4 separate regions of the Zea mays genome follow, and all the other regions are linked to region 3. A link is a contact called in public Hi-C data. All regions are on one chromosome and are shown on one strand. The core of a region is the stretch at or near the end of the contact, and the rest is flanking DNA. Distances in the headings are between cores, read along the strand shown. Region 1 has its middle 38 kb from the start of LOC542222. Region 2 holds the start of LOC542222 (fatty acid desaturase 7). Region 3 overlaps LOC100282263 (protein YIP1). Region 4 holds the start of LOC100274584 (alpha/beta-Hydrolases superfamily protein).

The links. Hi-C and Micro-C count contacts between places; a contact is called where the count stands out from the background.
Region 1: a contact with region 3 is called in a Hi-C map of ear, with 2.0 times the contacts expected there. The contact joins two enhancer-like sites. A contact is called at or near these places in 3 of 25 Hi-C or Micro-C datasets (ear, leaf and seedling).
Region 2: a Hi-C map of endosperm shows a contact between it and region 3, with 3 times the contacts expected there. The contact joins the promoter of LOC542222 here to the enhancer-like site in region 3. A contact is called at or near these places in 4 of 25 Hi-C or Micro-C datasets (bundle sheath, ear, endosperm and 1 more).
Region 4: a Hi-C map of tassel shows a contact between it and region 3, with 4 times the contacts expected there. The contact joins the promoter of LOC100274584 here to the enhancer-like site in region 3. A contact is called at or near these places in 5 of 25 Hi-C or Micro-C datasets (ear, leaf, leaf mesophyll and 2 more).

What each region holds. Positions count from the first base shown.
Region 1 is chr9:143,970,686-143,974,364 of Zm-B73-REFERENCE-NAM-5.0, forward strand. No RefSeq gene overlaps it. Among protein-coding and RNA genes, the nearest start is that of LOC542222, 38 kb to the left of the region's middle. Within about 2 kb of position 1,851, at least 9 of the 20 cell types and tissues checked have an H3K27ac peak or open chromatin away from gene starts, as enhancers often do. A contact at or near this core is called in ear and seedling, where this site is marked.
Region 2 is chr9:143,932,025-143,935,789 of Zm-B73-REFERENCE-NAM-5.0, forward strand. It overlaps LOC542222 (fatty acid desaturase 7), which reads left to right and starts at 2,134. Exons shown (of 8, transcript NM_001279611.2): 1 at 2,134-2,729; 2 at 2,850-2,939; 3 at 3,019-3,085; 4 at 3,188-3,280; 5 at 3,390-3,575; 6 at 3,683-3,763. The coding sequence starts at 2,242.
Region 3 is chr9:144,101,874-144,105,265 of Zm-B73-REFERENCE-NAM-5.0, forward strand. LOC100282263 (protein YIP1) reads right to left here. Exons shown (of 2, transcript NM_001155175.2): 2 at 2,051-2,512. Among protein-coding and RNA genes, the nearest start is that of LOC100282263, 7.7 kb to the right of the region's middle. Within about 2 kb of position 1,543, at least 16 of the 20 cell types and tissues checked have an H3K27ac peak or open chromatin away from gene starts, as enhancers often do. A contact at or near this core is called in ear, endosperm, root tip and 2 more, where this site is marked.
Region 4 is chr9:144,313,742-144,317,571 of Zm-B73-REFERENCE-NAM-5.0, forward strand. LOC100274584 (alpha/beta-Hydrolases superfamily protein) reads right to left here and starts at 1,359. Exons shown (of 5, transcript NM_001148937.1): 1 at 841-1,359. The coding sequence starts at 1,240.

The DNA.
Region 1 (3,679 bases), core at 601-3,100, 130 kb before region 3:
CGGTCCGAACCACTCTAAATCCTTGTGTGTTCTTGAGTTCTTCCCGTTCAACCTAACGATCAAGCAAAACGCCTAAGCCCCTCCTCATTTCAGGATTTAGGGCGGGTGCACTCCACCACCCGGCCGGAGATTTACTCTCCGACATGCTTATACCCATACTCCCTCGAAACAATCCTCAAATTCAAGAAGATTTGAAACGATTTAATTGCATGGTGACCTATTCAACCTTATATGCTAGAGGTATGACGAGCTCTAATGAAAACAGAGATCCTCCGCAGGGGAAAGCCAAGTCATGCCGACCAGAATGCCAACGCCAATCCGACAATCCTCTTAGTCATGGATTTCATAGAGCACTTGAAAGGAGTCCAATGGCCTAGGGATTTTGATCCTGTGAGCATTGAAGCTTGTAACAGGAATACTAACTCGGTAGGATGGTTAGAAATTTATTGTTTGTCCATCTTGTCGACAGAAGGAGGACCCTTCATTATGGCAAACTACTTCATCAAGTGCCACAATTGTATACCAAGAAATTATTATTGGGTCCACCTGTAGATTCTGTCAACTCCTAGGAAGGATTAGCATACATATTCATGAGTCGCTTTAGGGCAGAAAGTATCCAGACTCAATACCATCTTGAGCAAATAATACAAAGAAAAAGAGAGTCCTTGTGTAGCTATGTGAGAAGGTGTCTTAACAAGATGGTAAACATCTTACATGTGCAAGAGAAGACCACCGCCAAAATCTTCAATAAGAATCTTTGAGGTCATAACTTATCTTGAGAGTCCACCTAAGTTATCACCGAATTACCAAAACTAAATTAGGACATTTCAATCTCATTGTTTCATAATTTATGACAACTTTATAAAAGTATAAAAAATAATAATTTATGACAACTTTATAAAAGTATAAAAATTAGACGCACGTATTTTTAAACTAGCACTTCGGCCAAGTGGCATAGGCGCTAGTACATCTACTTACTATATATAAATCGCAAGAGCATAGCTCGAAGGTGGTCTCCTCTTTTTGTTTTTGCTGTTGGATACACTATCAATGAATGAACACCTACCAACCGTTAGAAAACATGCTAGACACATCTACCACGTCACCTAGGAAACTTGCAAGTAGATCATGGATCATTTTCACTAGACGAGCAGCGCAACGGAAGACGAGTTGGAGCAGCGATCCAACGTAGGCGCGCGTCGATGGAGAGAAAGTAGCCGATCATGATCGCCTCCTCCTCACGGTTTGTCAGCACAACAGTCGCAGTTGCGACTCCACGATGTCCACACGTACGGGGATGGAACGCCTTTGCGCCGGTGTGCTAGCATCACACACACATCGAGAGTCTCACGACTAGGTCTGAAGAAAGCGACGACTAGGATTTACACATGTAGTGGAATGATTTAACCCTATCCCCTTTCTATCTATTTAGAACGTGTTAATGTGTTGCATCCCATTAAACCTTTAATCTCAGTTGGACCCTAATCCGAACTGTGTATGATTGTCTCTTAGACGTATCTCTGACACCTATGTCTTTTTTTTTCTCTTTTTGCCATTGTATACGTATCAATGAATGAACACATACCACCTTCTGTACTACTGGAGACTTCCACCTCTATGTGAAACTCAATGTTTTTCATATCTTCTCGAATACATGTGCGCAGGACGCGCGCACTATACTAGTGCAGGAAGAACGATTATTCATACACTATTGTGAAAGAGGAACTCACTATTGTAAAAGAGAAACCGTACGGGCATCGCATCATAAGGACGATACCATGAATGATTGTGTCTGGCTATTTTGCTGGGGGCACTGTCAATGGTGACATGGTGTCATGGTCGGAGATCATCTGGTTGGAGTCAAAAGAAGCCCAAGTGGGATGCGAACATAAGCTGAGTTGGCCAGATCAGGACGCGGAGCATGAGCTACCAATCTTTAACTAAATTTTCTTTTGGCCCATCCAAGTCTGAAACATGTGCGTGACAACAACCCTGCCGTTAGATATTGCTACCCCAAAGTGCTATGTGACTTGTGTCCCGCTCTATCCTGCATTCCTCATTATTGAATCTGCCACCTGATGACACGTTACATCTACGTTTACCAAAATTAAACTTGGTTTGGAGTAGACAAAACAAGAATTAATAAAAATTGATTTAGTACTAAAAGTATCTGAGTTGTATGGTCCGTTTGGTTCAGCTATAGAATTCTGAAAATTCAATTTTAAGTTATGAACCGTAAGTAAGCTGCCTTGAGCTGACGGTTATAGAAAAGTTAAAATATGTTTGGTTGATTCTATAAATGTATGATAGCTTGTTAATATGGATGACATAAATCTATAAAATATGGGGTAGAAGGTGAATCTGAATTGAACTAGAGTATCTATTGCTTTTCAAGAATTTATTCTGCTGTTATACCTATTTAGTCGTGATTTCAAATTTTTAATAGTGAATCTGGTTAAGAAAGCTGAACCAAACACACCCTTAGTTGGTGAAATCTGCAAACTGTTTTTCATAATAAAACTAGTTCTCCCTGGTTCACTTTTTCAATAAAACGACTTTGCCTAATTAGTACGATAACTAGTAGTATACATTTTGTGCTGGTTAATTAGTGTGGCCTAATGCATGCTTAGAGTATCTCCAAAAGACTATATATATATATATAGTTTATATATTAGGAGCCTTGGGCTTCCAATAACTAGAGGAAGCCCAGGTCGGACGGTGCAATCCGGTCGAGTCGGACCACATCCAGACGTCTATAAACAAGACCCAGAGTGCTAGGGTTCAGTTTTTTACACTCCACCCAGATTCATTAGCGACGCCGCGTGCGACGACGACGACGGTTGCCCCAAAGCGTGCGCGACGGTGGATCCCCAGCCGGTGGCCGCAACTCCATGACCTTGACGCACGGTGGCGGAGGTTCCTCGATCCGGAGTAGTGGCGGCAGTTCCCAGGTCGGTGGCGGCGGCTCCCCGATCCAGAGGGCGAGCGACAGCGGGGCCCTTGTGCGGGCAAGCGGCGGCGTCCCCGAGGTCCCGAGGAGGCGGCACTTCCAAGGCCGGCGAGCAAGCGACGCCCGTCGACGTGCGAGTAGCGACGGCGACGTATGAGGCGCGATCTTCGAGCGAGTGTTGTCACGGAAGGCCCGAGATGCGCGCAACGATGATCGCGCGTGACATCCTCTGATCCAGCGTAGTTTTCTTTTCGATTATTGTGTTTTATGCCTATCACATGTATTATTTACGCCAAAAACTGTACGATTTTATGCTTAAACACAAAGTTTGTATATCAGTTTACTGCATGCACATTGGAAAGACAATTCCTTGATTTATGCTGTTTGTAATTTGCGCGCATGCAATGGAAACTCCCACGATTTTTGCCATAATTTTTGGATCTGTATAAAAATAGAAACCGCATGCATGCGGCTGCCATATTTTCGGATCTGTCATAAAAATAGGATAGTAATAACAACCTACTAGAGCTATCAACCTCGCACATTGATTCGGTATTTACGCTTATAATTTAGTGATTTTATGCTCAAAACTTAAGATTTTTACGCTCCACCCGGGGATGCGTCCACCAGTGAACAACATGCCAGATTTTTTACGCAGTGTGACGAATTGCATAAATACCTACACAGTGTGGCATATTTAGTATGAGTATATATCATAAAATGGATATT
Region 2 (3,765 bases), core at 884-3,383, 170 kb before region 3:
ACTGGCTACAACAGGGTTGAGATGATTCCATCATACTTATACGGAGATTTTCCTAGCAAGGTAAACACACTATTATCTTTATCACGCATCCTTGCCCAAGGATATCTGGAAAACATATACAGAGCACTCGCTTACTGTGCTCCATGATGTTTTTTTAATAAATTGGCACTACATTTGATTCTCTACTTTCTTATGTAGGAATGGTTTGAACAATGTTGTGATTAGGCAAGGGATAATAGGTACTTGCTCTGGGATGACTCAAAAAGAATGAGACTGATCGTACGAGGAGAGTTCCTCCATAGACAAAGATGAAAAAAGACCTTGTATTTGATAGAATGTGCTGATCCATTCCTCAAACCAAATAGAAATGTGAGGTCGGTTGTGATTAATCTTTTGATCTTAGGTAAGGTCAAGGTTCTACTGGGCTGCTCGCTATTGCAGGACTGTGTAGCTGTCACTGTGTAGCTCCAATTGAGAAATATTATCAGTATTAAACTGCTTTGATGGTTGCCTGGTCTATTGCTTGCATGTAGCATGCATCTCCGTGGAGATCCAAGTTGTTATACTTTGAGCTATTGCATCAAAGAGTTTAAGATAGTCTTTATATATTTTATTAAAACTTATGCATGTAGATGGAGTGCGTGAATGAATCATCAAAGACTATAATGTCTACCTGTGTGATATATATAGAAACCATAGCAATGCACGAGTATGTAACTATAAAACATATACATCAGTATTGTTTGAATTCACTAATTTTCTAAAATGATTACTATTTTAGAACTAAATTTTGACTTCCGTGGCAACGCACGGGCACACACCTAGTATAATAATTAAGCTTCCATGACCTACTGATATTAGTATTTTTATTTAATTTTATTTAACGACAAGCCTAATCAAAACCTGACCCTACCGGTCGTTAGATCCTGCTCCGGCCACGGACTAGGATCCGAGCCGAGCCCCACCACCAGGTCCACACCACGTCGCACCAAAAAAAGGTAGGATCCGCCCAAGATTCCCTTCCCCCGCGCGGGGGCTGGCCGTGTCAGCCAGATCGCACCGCGCGCCGACGTCCGTCCATCTCTTGGAGAGAGGAAAAATATCTCGGCGCGCCACCACCGTCCTCTGGTCGATCGACGGTGCCCGGGGGCCGCGAGTTCCACCACCACCAGCCAAGAGCGCCCGGCTACGTGGGCGCACCTGCACCACGGCACGTTACAGGCTTTCACATGCACCGTACTAGTAAGGTAACAAGCCGTCTCTTTTTTATTTTCCCGTTTGCTTTGTTGCAAAGAAGTCGTATATCTTGACCAGTGCAGGCCCTAGTACTGTACTGGTACGGAACATAGGGACCATCGAAAACGGAGACGCATTTTGTATATGTCTCTCAGAGTTCAATATAAATATATAATAATGCTGTGAGAACATGACTACTCAAAATATATATACTCCTTGATAAGTTGCTACACGTACATTTATAACCGAGCTAAGTTGTTGGCTACTGAGACGACTTTATCATTAAAAAAACAGGCCAACTTGTTACTAGCTCGTAATGTTCTTTAGATAGAGCTTGTGCGTCAGTTGGCTACAAAAAAAAAAAAAAGCTTACAAACCACCATGCATCATTCTTCGCTTCGACATTAACATGTACTTTTGTTGTACGTGTACAGTGTACTTCGTTGGGGGTTGGGGGATATGACCAACTAAGAACTGATCATGGACTTGTCTCCTCTTGCTAGCTAGCTGCTATGGATGAGCAGAGCACTACGCATACCATGATACCATGCGATTTCCACACGAGGCCCAACCCAACCCAACCCAACCCAAGGGAGTCAACACGTATTAAAAAGCAGGCACGCTCGCCGGCGTCGAAGCTCCCCTGACCCGACCCGCAACGATTCACACGTGCCTCAGCTCCTCTCGATTCGCGCCCGACCCACATTCCAGTCCGGTACCGCGTTCCGGTTCTCCGGTCCGAGTCCACCGCACCGCGTGCGGCGGCGTGCCGATCTCCGGCTCGCCTGTTACGGTGGCCTCGCGCGCCCGGTATAAAAGTACTTGGATTCTCTCAGCCTGCCCTGACAAGCCAGGCCACTCTACCACCGCACGCTCAACTCAAACCCCCGTCCCGAACGCAGAAGACCGGCGGCAGCGGCGGGGGTGTGTGTGTGTGGACTGGACTGTAACCAATTGCCATCAATCCAGGCATCCATCCATCCACCCGCCCCGCTGACGGCGGCAATGGCCCGGCTCGTGCTCTCCGAGTGCTGCGGCCTCGCGCCGCTCCGCCGCCTGCGCGCCGGCCGGGGCGCCATTGCGGCGCCGTCACCCCCCGCGCTCTCCGCGGCGCCGCGCCGTCGTCCCGCGTCCGCGTCCATCCACCGCGACTGGGCGCTCCGCGTCTCCGCGCCCACCCGCCTCGCCTCCGCCGCCGTCGAGGAGGACAAGCCGAGCGCCGCGCCGGGGCAGGAGGAGGGCGCGGCGGCCGGCGGGGAGTTCGACCCGGGGGCGCCGCCGCCGTTCGGGCTGGCGGAGATCCGCGCCGCCATCCCCAAGCACTGCTGGGTCAAGGACCCCTGGCGCTCCATGAGCTACGTGCTGCGCGACGTCGCCGTCGTCCTGGGCCTCGCCGCAGCGGCCGCGCGCCTCGACAGCTGGCTCGTCTGGCCGCTCTACTGGGCCGCGCAGGGCACCATGTTCTGGGCGCTCTTCGTCCTCGGCCACGACTGGTAGGCCTCCAGCCCTCCACGGTCCCGTGCCCAACATTGGATACTCTTTTTTTTGTCCTGTTATTTTCATTCATGCCAGTTTTAGGCCTTTGACTCCTGCTGCATATCTGCTGTTTGCAGTGGACACGGGAGCTTCTCGAACAACCCCAAGTTAAACAGCGTCGTCGGCCACATACTCCATTCCTCCATTCTTGTGCCATACCACGGATGGTAGGATTACCCATGTTTCCTATGCTCGTTAGTTTCTGTCGAGGATCATCGTTGATGTTGTAAGTGAATGGAATTTCAGGAGGATTAGCCACAGGACGCACCATCAAAACCACGGTCACGTTGAGAAGGACGAGTCCTGGCACCCGGTAGGTTTCCTGTCGCTCTCCCTCTTTTGTTGGAGCTTCACAAGTTATTGCTGATGGCGCATGTCGATGAATGATGGTTTCTCGGATTGCGATTACTTGCAGCTACCAGAGAGGCTGTACAAAAGCCTGGACTTTATGACTAGGAAACTGCGGTTCACCATGCCGTTCCCCTTGCTCGCGTTCCCGTTATACTTGGTGAGGCTAAGAACATGTCTATCGATGACGCATGAATCGGACGTTTTCTGTTTTACAGCGTGGTAGTGGTGCTAAATTCCTGCCATGCGGGTTCATGTGTGTTATGTAGTTTGCGAGGAGTCCAGGGAAGTCAGGATCACACTTCAACCCAGGCAGTGATCTGTTCCAACCTACTGAAAAGAATGACATCATAACATCGACGGCGTCCTGGCTGGCCATGGTTGGTGTTCTGGCCGGTCTCACCTTTCTGATGGGTCCTGTTCCGATGCTAAAGCTCTACGGAGTCCCATACTTGGTAAGAGCGGCATGCCCTCCTCTTCGGCCCAACTTCTGCAAAAAAAGATAATTTGAATGGGTGGTGTCTGTGGTGCTGTAAATTTATGTTCCTGCTGGTGTGTGCAGGTATTTGTTGCTTGGCTGGATATGGTCACATACTTGCACCATCATGGCCACGAAGACAAGCTTCCCTGGTACCGTGGAAAGGT
Region 3 (3,392 bases), core at 293-2,792:
TAGAGTCCAAATGAGACCGGCACCTAACCTCTCATCCACGTAGCGGCCTATGCATCGTTTTCAGTGGATGCCTGGACATTCGTTCACATGTGCTGACAACGATCTTTTAAATGCATGTGCAACGCGTGCTTGATGGACAAGGATGACAGGCAGCCAAATTTCGTCCCCCCACGTTCGCGGTTCGTTCATACTTCATACAGAGGCGTGAGAGCACTTTTTTTCCTCGATTGACACATAAGAGGTGCGGTGTCATTTCGTTAAGAAACTTCATTAAGAAAGATAACAGTATATCACATGTGAGGAGGCATGTCCCTCACTTAGGACTGGTAATAGATCTCGATCTAAATGCTTTTTCACAAAATGACAGAGTCCTAAATAAATTTATGTTCAAAAATAAATAGAAATAGGATTTAATTCTAATCTGATATTTAAATTTTATAGTGTTAAATTTAGAGCTCATTGTCGTCCCTACCCTCACCACACCAACACTCTAGAGAACAAACGCGCCACACACAATGACAAACAAAACGACACTACATGACACTTAAGTGTCCAGCCTACACGCCCCATCGAGCAGCTCCTTGAGTGTCATGTTACCAGCATGACAACAAAGCTTGGTCTCCTTACTAACTTCTTGGCAGACTAAAGGGACACTAGAATTAAGACCCTCAAACACACATGCATTCCTATGCTTCCAAAGAGTCTAGGCCACAAAGATGACTAGGGAATTAAACCTTTTCCTCTTCTCCTTTGGCAAATTGTTGGCTGCCCAATACCACCACGCAGAGAAAGATCACACATCAGGTTGGGGAGCAAATGCCTGCAGACCAACACACATAAAGATTTTGGTCCAAACCTCCCGAGAGAAGACACAAGACACAAGAATGTGTTGTATATTCTCCACATCTTGATCACAGATGAGGCAAAGACAGTGGTGTGGCAGCCCATGCTTTGCTAGGTGATCTGTTGTCCAACACCTGTTCTTGATTGCTAACCAAATGAAGAACTTCCATCGAAGAGGGGTCCTTGTTTTCCAAATCCTTTTCCAAGGTACAAACTTAACTGAACCTAAAAAGAAGGCGTTGTAAGCAGATTTAGAAGTGTACAACCCTGAATTTGTTAGCTTCCATATGTGCTGATCTGAAACAACAGGCTGCAAGGTAAAATCATCAACTACTTCCCAGAGTTTCAGGTATTCAACAAGCACCTGTACAGTGAGGGCACCCTGGATATTAGCAGTCCAGGACCTGCAGCCCAACGCTTGAGAAACAGTGTGTTGTCTCCTTGCTCGTTTAGGAATTACGTGAAAGAGATTAGGGACCAGCCCAGTGTGTTGTCTCCTTGCTCGTTTAGGAATTACGTGAAAAGGATTAGGGACCAGCTCACCTACAGTGCAATCGCGCAGCCAACTATTTGTCCAGAATTTAGCGGCCTGACCATCGAAGAGAGGGCACTGAAAAGGCAGCCCTTCCCAAGGTCAAGAATCGGTTTTTTAGCCACAGCCAACGGATGCGCAAGGCCCATCCCATTGATTCAAGGTTGGGTATCCAAGACCATCATACTGTAACGGCCTCAACCTTTTCCCAAGTGAGCACTGAATAGTGCCTAAAGTATCTAACCAACCAAAACGTTTGAAATAGAGCTAGGCAAATAAAAAGATGTTTCTCTTGTCATACTCCCTCGTCCTAAAATATAATTATTTCTAGCCCTTTTTTAATGAACGATAATAAATAGACATACATACAAATTATATTTATAAATTAATTAATAAATGTTTGCTTAGTCTAAAACAAATTACATTTTAGGGCAGATGGAGCATAGAACTTGCAACCATGCTATAAATATATAATATAATGATGTCTTTTCCCTTTGGAATAAGATAGTGTCAGCCTTTTCACATATGAACGAGAAATGTAAATAAGATAATGCCAGCCTTTGACGTATGAACCAGAAAATAGTGACACGAGTGAACACACCGAGGACAAATTATAAACATCATATTTTGCTATCCCAGAAGATAAACTCAATGCGGGGGTCAACTTGTAACAAATGAAAGAAAACTAACGTTCTTTTGATTTATGATGATTCGGTAACTAACTACCACGATATCGAAAGATAGAAAAACTCTTTGCCAAAATGAACCACTGACAAATAAACAGTAAGAAGAAAAGAAATGCCACGGTGATCCTAAAAAAATATAAGTCGTGGTAAGTACCATAACAAACAAGATTTGCACCGACCACGACCAAGCCTAGAGAGTACGATTTCCACCAATACTTCGGCAAAAACCTAATTACTGCACATTTGCTGTTTCTGGACCTCGATTTCCTTTTCTTTTTACTAAGATCTACACCGAACACCAACCATGCCCACTGGAACTAATAGATCACTACAGAACAATTCCCCAAAGTGGCCAGATACTATGTAGTTCTGCAACAACATAGCAAAACACTCCAGTGACTGGTGGCAGTCCACTGTCCACATCATCCGCTAAACAAATTGCGAACATAGTCTGCATAGAAAGGAGAGAAATAGTGTTTTAAATCTGTACACAGTATCAATAAAAAGCAATCCTAAGCAATATAAAGTTTTTATAATGCACAAAGTTGCAAACACAAGTACAAAACAACAGCGCTAGCAGATAATCCTTAGGGCTTGTTCAGTTGCGAGGGGATTAAAGGAGATTGGATAGGACTAAATCCCTTCCTAGTCAAAAATGAATAGAAAGGGATTTAATCCCCCTCAATCCCTTACGATCAAAGTGCAACCGAACAAGGCTATATGGCAATAACAAGCTAAATGGACCGTGTGAAGGATCGGGTAACAAATATTATCGTGGTCAACATATTCATCATTTTCATATGCTTACACTTCACCACATCACCAATTGTGCTAAAAGGTACTATTTCCATTAACCGAGAGGACAAGCAATCAATAAAGAAAAGAGCATTCACTTTTTTCCCCACCACAGTAAAACCAAATTTCATTACCGTGTCAACGAAAACAATGTAGTTGCTACCCACCCCCCATGTTTCTGATCACCAAGGGATCAGCCAACTAACAACCGAACTAACAGAGCTCACCAACAGACCCAACCTAGCAAAGACTGATAAAGAGACGAGCGTTCACCAATACTCTTGGAAGGCTAATCCAGCTCCAGACCTCCATGATCTGGGTTCAATGACAGGAGTACCCAACAAAGTGTAGAGGCATGGCAGTACATAGCACTGTGGTGACTTAAGCTTGAGGCCATTGACCATTGACCCTGGAGTGCATAAAGAGAAACACAGACTGAATCTCAGCTGGACTAAGTGCCATAAGATTGAGCGCCACCATTGGTTTAGGGAGTATCGTCAAGCACCACTGCAAATGGCGAGCAACCTTATTCGACC
Region 4 (3,830 bases), core at 109-2,608, 210 kb after region 3:
GGCACTAATGAATATATTTTGCATTGTGCTATTATAACTGGATGGCCATAAATTTATAACATTATGATATCATGGAAGATGTCACATTAAATTCATAAATTATTCGAAACATATATAAATTAACATGTTGCAGTTCTCAAGCAAGAAGCTTTGGCCCACAATGAACCAAACTGATCACAAAATGTACACAATAAATCAGTGACAGAGTAAATCGGACTAAAATGAGAAATAAACAGTGCTCTCCATGGAAATCAATTACTTAAACTAGACACACTAGACAAACCATCTGTACATATGTGAATGAAATAGGATGAAACAGTTCCCCTTGTCCCATTCCGTGACAAGGAACTCAAAAGGTAAAACAATTGACTAGTGGTATCCTTAACCATTGCAATGATTCAGCGGATCAAACACAAACCCAGAATACGCATGAAACAGTAGTGTAGTTGTGGGTTCTTCTTGTCAACGCAACGTTGAGCGAGTAAACTAGGCATGACCCCAGGGTCTGAAAATGTATGGTTGCGAATGCCACGTTTTCCCACCAACTGGACAGTGAAACGTACTACAGACTAGATATCTGCTCACAGAGAGAAGTTACAATCCAAAATTCAAAATAAAACCCGCAACAGAAACTGAAACACGAGTTTATTCCCGATTCTCCACAGTCAGTTAGATCCATCCCCGTAAAAGAACAAATACGAGACAAAACCCATACAGCATGTTGCGTGACGCCACGAACCACAGTTGCAGGCTCAGCTAGAAGCAGAGACGCGTCACGCGAGCGCGGGGCGTAGCGGCGCTGACGCGGACAAGAGCGGCGGACGCGAGATCAGCGGTTACCTAGGAGCGAGACGAATGCGACTGCGGCGACGGTGAGCCAACACCTCACCGGGTCGCGCTCCTCGGGGAGGTACTCGTTCATGAAGCTGAGGCGCTTCCCCGTAGCCGCCGCCCGCTTCCGGAGCCGCCGCGCCACCTCGCTGTCCTCGGCGCCGGCGAGGCTCTGCGCGGCGACGTCCCACAGCCCCCGGCCCAGCTCCCGCAGCATCTCCGCCGTCGACTCCGCGAACCCCTTCGCCTGCTGCGCCCACCCCTCCTCCGCCCTCCCCTCTTCCTCCTCCCCGTACCACCCGGCCCCCGCCGCAGCAACATTCGCCGCCGCCGGCGCGTGACCTCCGGCGCCGGGGAGGCGAACGCCCGTGTTCCCCACGTGAGTGGCCAGGTCCTCGTGCCACGTCATCGTCGCCGCCGACGACGTCTTGCCGCCGCGGCGCCGATCGCTTTGGCTCCGCCTGTACGGCTGTACGTGCTCCCGTGCAAGTGAGAGGTTTGGAGATTGGGAAGCGAGGAAGGGAGGAGTGGGAGCTGGAAACCGAGGCGAAATGGCGAGCTTGAGACGTTTGGCTGACTTGTAGGTCCCGCTAGGCTGTGTGGGTAAAACTGTACTAGGAGTCTAGGAGTTTCTGGTGGGTGTCTCTGGCTTTGGTGGTTCCGGGCCCGGGTTGCTTTCTTCCCCACGACCACGAGCGTCCACGGATCTAGGCCGTAGGAAATGTGAGAGGCGGCACGGCGGCTCGCAACTGCCACGGAGTTGTACTGGCATGCAGGAGTGCTGGAGTGGGTCACAAAAATTGAAAAGTGGTGTTTCCATTTTGTTCCTGCGTTCACAACAAGAAAACTTAGGGCCTGTTTGTTTACCCCTCAGATTATATAATATGGATTAAATAATCCTAAGAGGCAAACAAACAGTCCAGCTTATTTGCCGAGATTATATAATCTAACTCTTTAGATTATGATAATCCATAAGCAAGTGAGGAGGTGCTTATTTCAGATTATTTTTTTCCCACTTCCCCACTACCCTTTAAAGTTTCCTAGAAATTACCCACCATTGCCATTATAACCCACCATTGGCATTAATGTCTTCATCATACAAAAGAATCTTATTAACAACTCAAATAATCTGGATAAACAAACGGGACTACTCAGATTATATAATCCAGATTATATAATCCTCCAAAAATAATCTAGATTATATAATCCATGGGGTTAAACAAACAGGCCCTTAAGAGACTACTCTTGTAAATGTCCGAATTAAGTTGTTTACAGACATTTGAAGTTTTCAACGTTATCCCACACATTTGTTTAGTGCACTGTGTCAACAAAATTTAGAAATGAAATTGATGTTGTAGATATTGGGTTCTTCTTATAGGCTTAGTCAAAATCCAAGAAGATTGACCTAACAAAACTAAAACAGTACACAATCTAAAATAGTAAAATGGACTGGGTACTTAGTACTCCTCTAATTAAATTAATTAATTACCTTAGGTTATTTTTTTATAATAGCTATTTTAATGGCACAAATTTTTATTTAAAGTATCTGTACGTAAATGATTGTTCAGATAATTATTTATTTAATTGGAAAAACATCTTTTCACGTGAAATTTAACACTACTAGTCGGTTGCCCGTGCGTTGCTACGGCTTACAACAATACCCACGTAAACTATCCACCAAAAAATTTTCAAGATTTTTTATTGATGGTATCCACTCTCTGTATAATATTTTTTGATTTGGCTAACTCATGTTATTGTTTACTCCATGCAATATATCATGGTACAACACGGTCAATGAAGTGAGCGATTAAAAGAGAGTTCATAACGACTAACTAAACAAACAGAGATTATAAAATGACATAATTTCACCATACAGAGACCAAATAAGAGAAAATTTGTGAGCTCAAGTTTCTAAAATAAGTCACATGAACTCAAACTTATAAAAAAGTTGGATCAAAATATGGAGTGATTGCTAAGGCAGGCATCAATAAAAATTGGATGCGCTCCATATAAGTTATACTACTTCGTAGCAATTACTAACGTTTAAAACAAACAAATAACCTTTTATTTTACTGTTAGTGTGATAAATCATCGTTGCTCTATCCAATTCAGCAACCTCAAACACCATGGAGTCCATTGCGCCAATGTGGTCTTAGAAATAACCTAATGCTTGCAAGAGCCAAGAACATCGTGTCATGCTTGGGCTGTAGCCTCGGCCTGTAGTGCTGGTCCGGCCCGACACGATTATATTTTTTTTTATTTTTTTAAAAAAACGTATATACATATATACAATTTATATTCAATATTAAAAATATCTGAACATGATGTTCTACTGGTTAGACAACTTCATCTAATGTTTACCGCCCTTGTTCCATCAGAGCATGGATTCGAATCCCACCTCATGCACCGCTTTTTAATATTTTACGCTGATTTAATCAAATGGGCCGACAGGTTGCCCGTCATAGTCAGCAGGCCGGCATGGCGTGCCTGAGCCAGAGTTGTGGCCCGCGAGCGTCTGGCCCATGCTGGGCCGCCATTTGGCCATATATAGACGTGCAACGAATTAATTTGAAATAACCGTGGGGAGTTATTTGTAAAAAGATGACGCGTGACGACCGTTGAAACTGGTGCTTTAAGTATAGTATAGAATACTGTTAGAGGTTAGAACTAATGGCAGTGGCATATATGGAACCTAATTTACATCCACCGTTAAATTAAAAAGAATGTTGCTCTAAGGGCAAAAAAAACCAAAAACTTTACTAGCGTCAATTAAGAAAGTGTCACTTTAAACTATAATTAGTTAGTTGTTCGTATATTGCTACGGTTTTTATATATCATATAATTAGTTCTTATTTAAATAAATATTTATTTAAACATAAGTTTGTTTTTTATTTTCTAATTAACAGTATATGCATATTTATAATATTGCGTCTTTACATAACACAGATAATCACATGGTAGAGTGGTAACCCTTGAGGTCGTTGTCCTAATGATCCTAG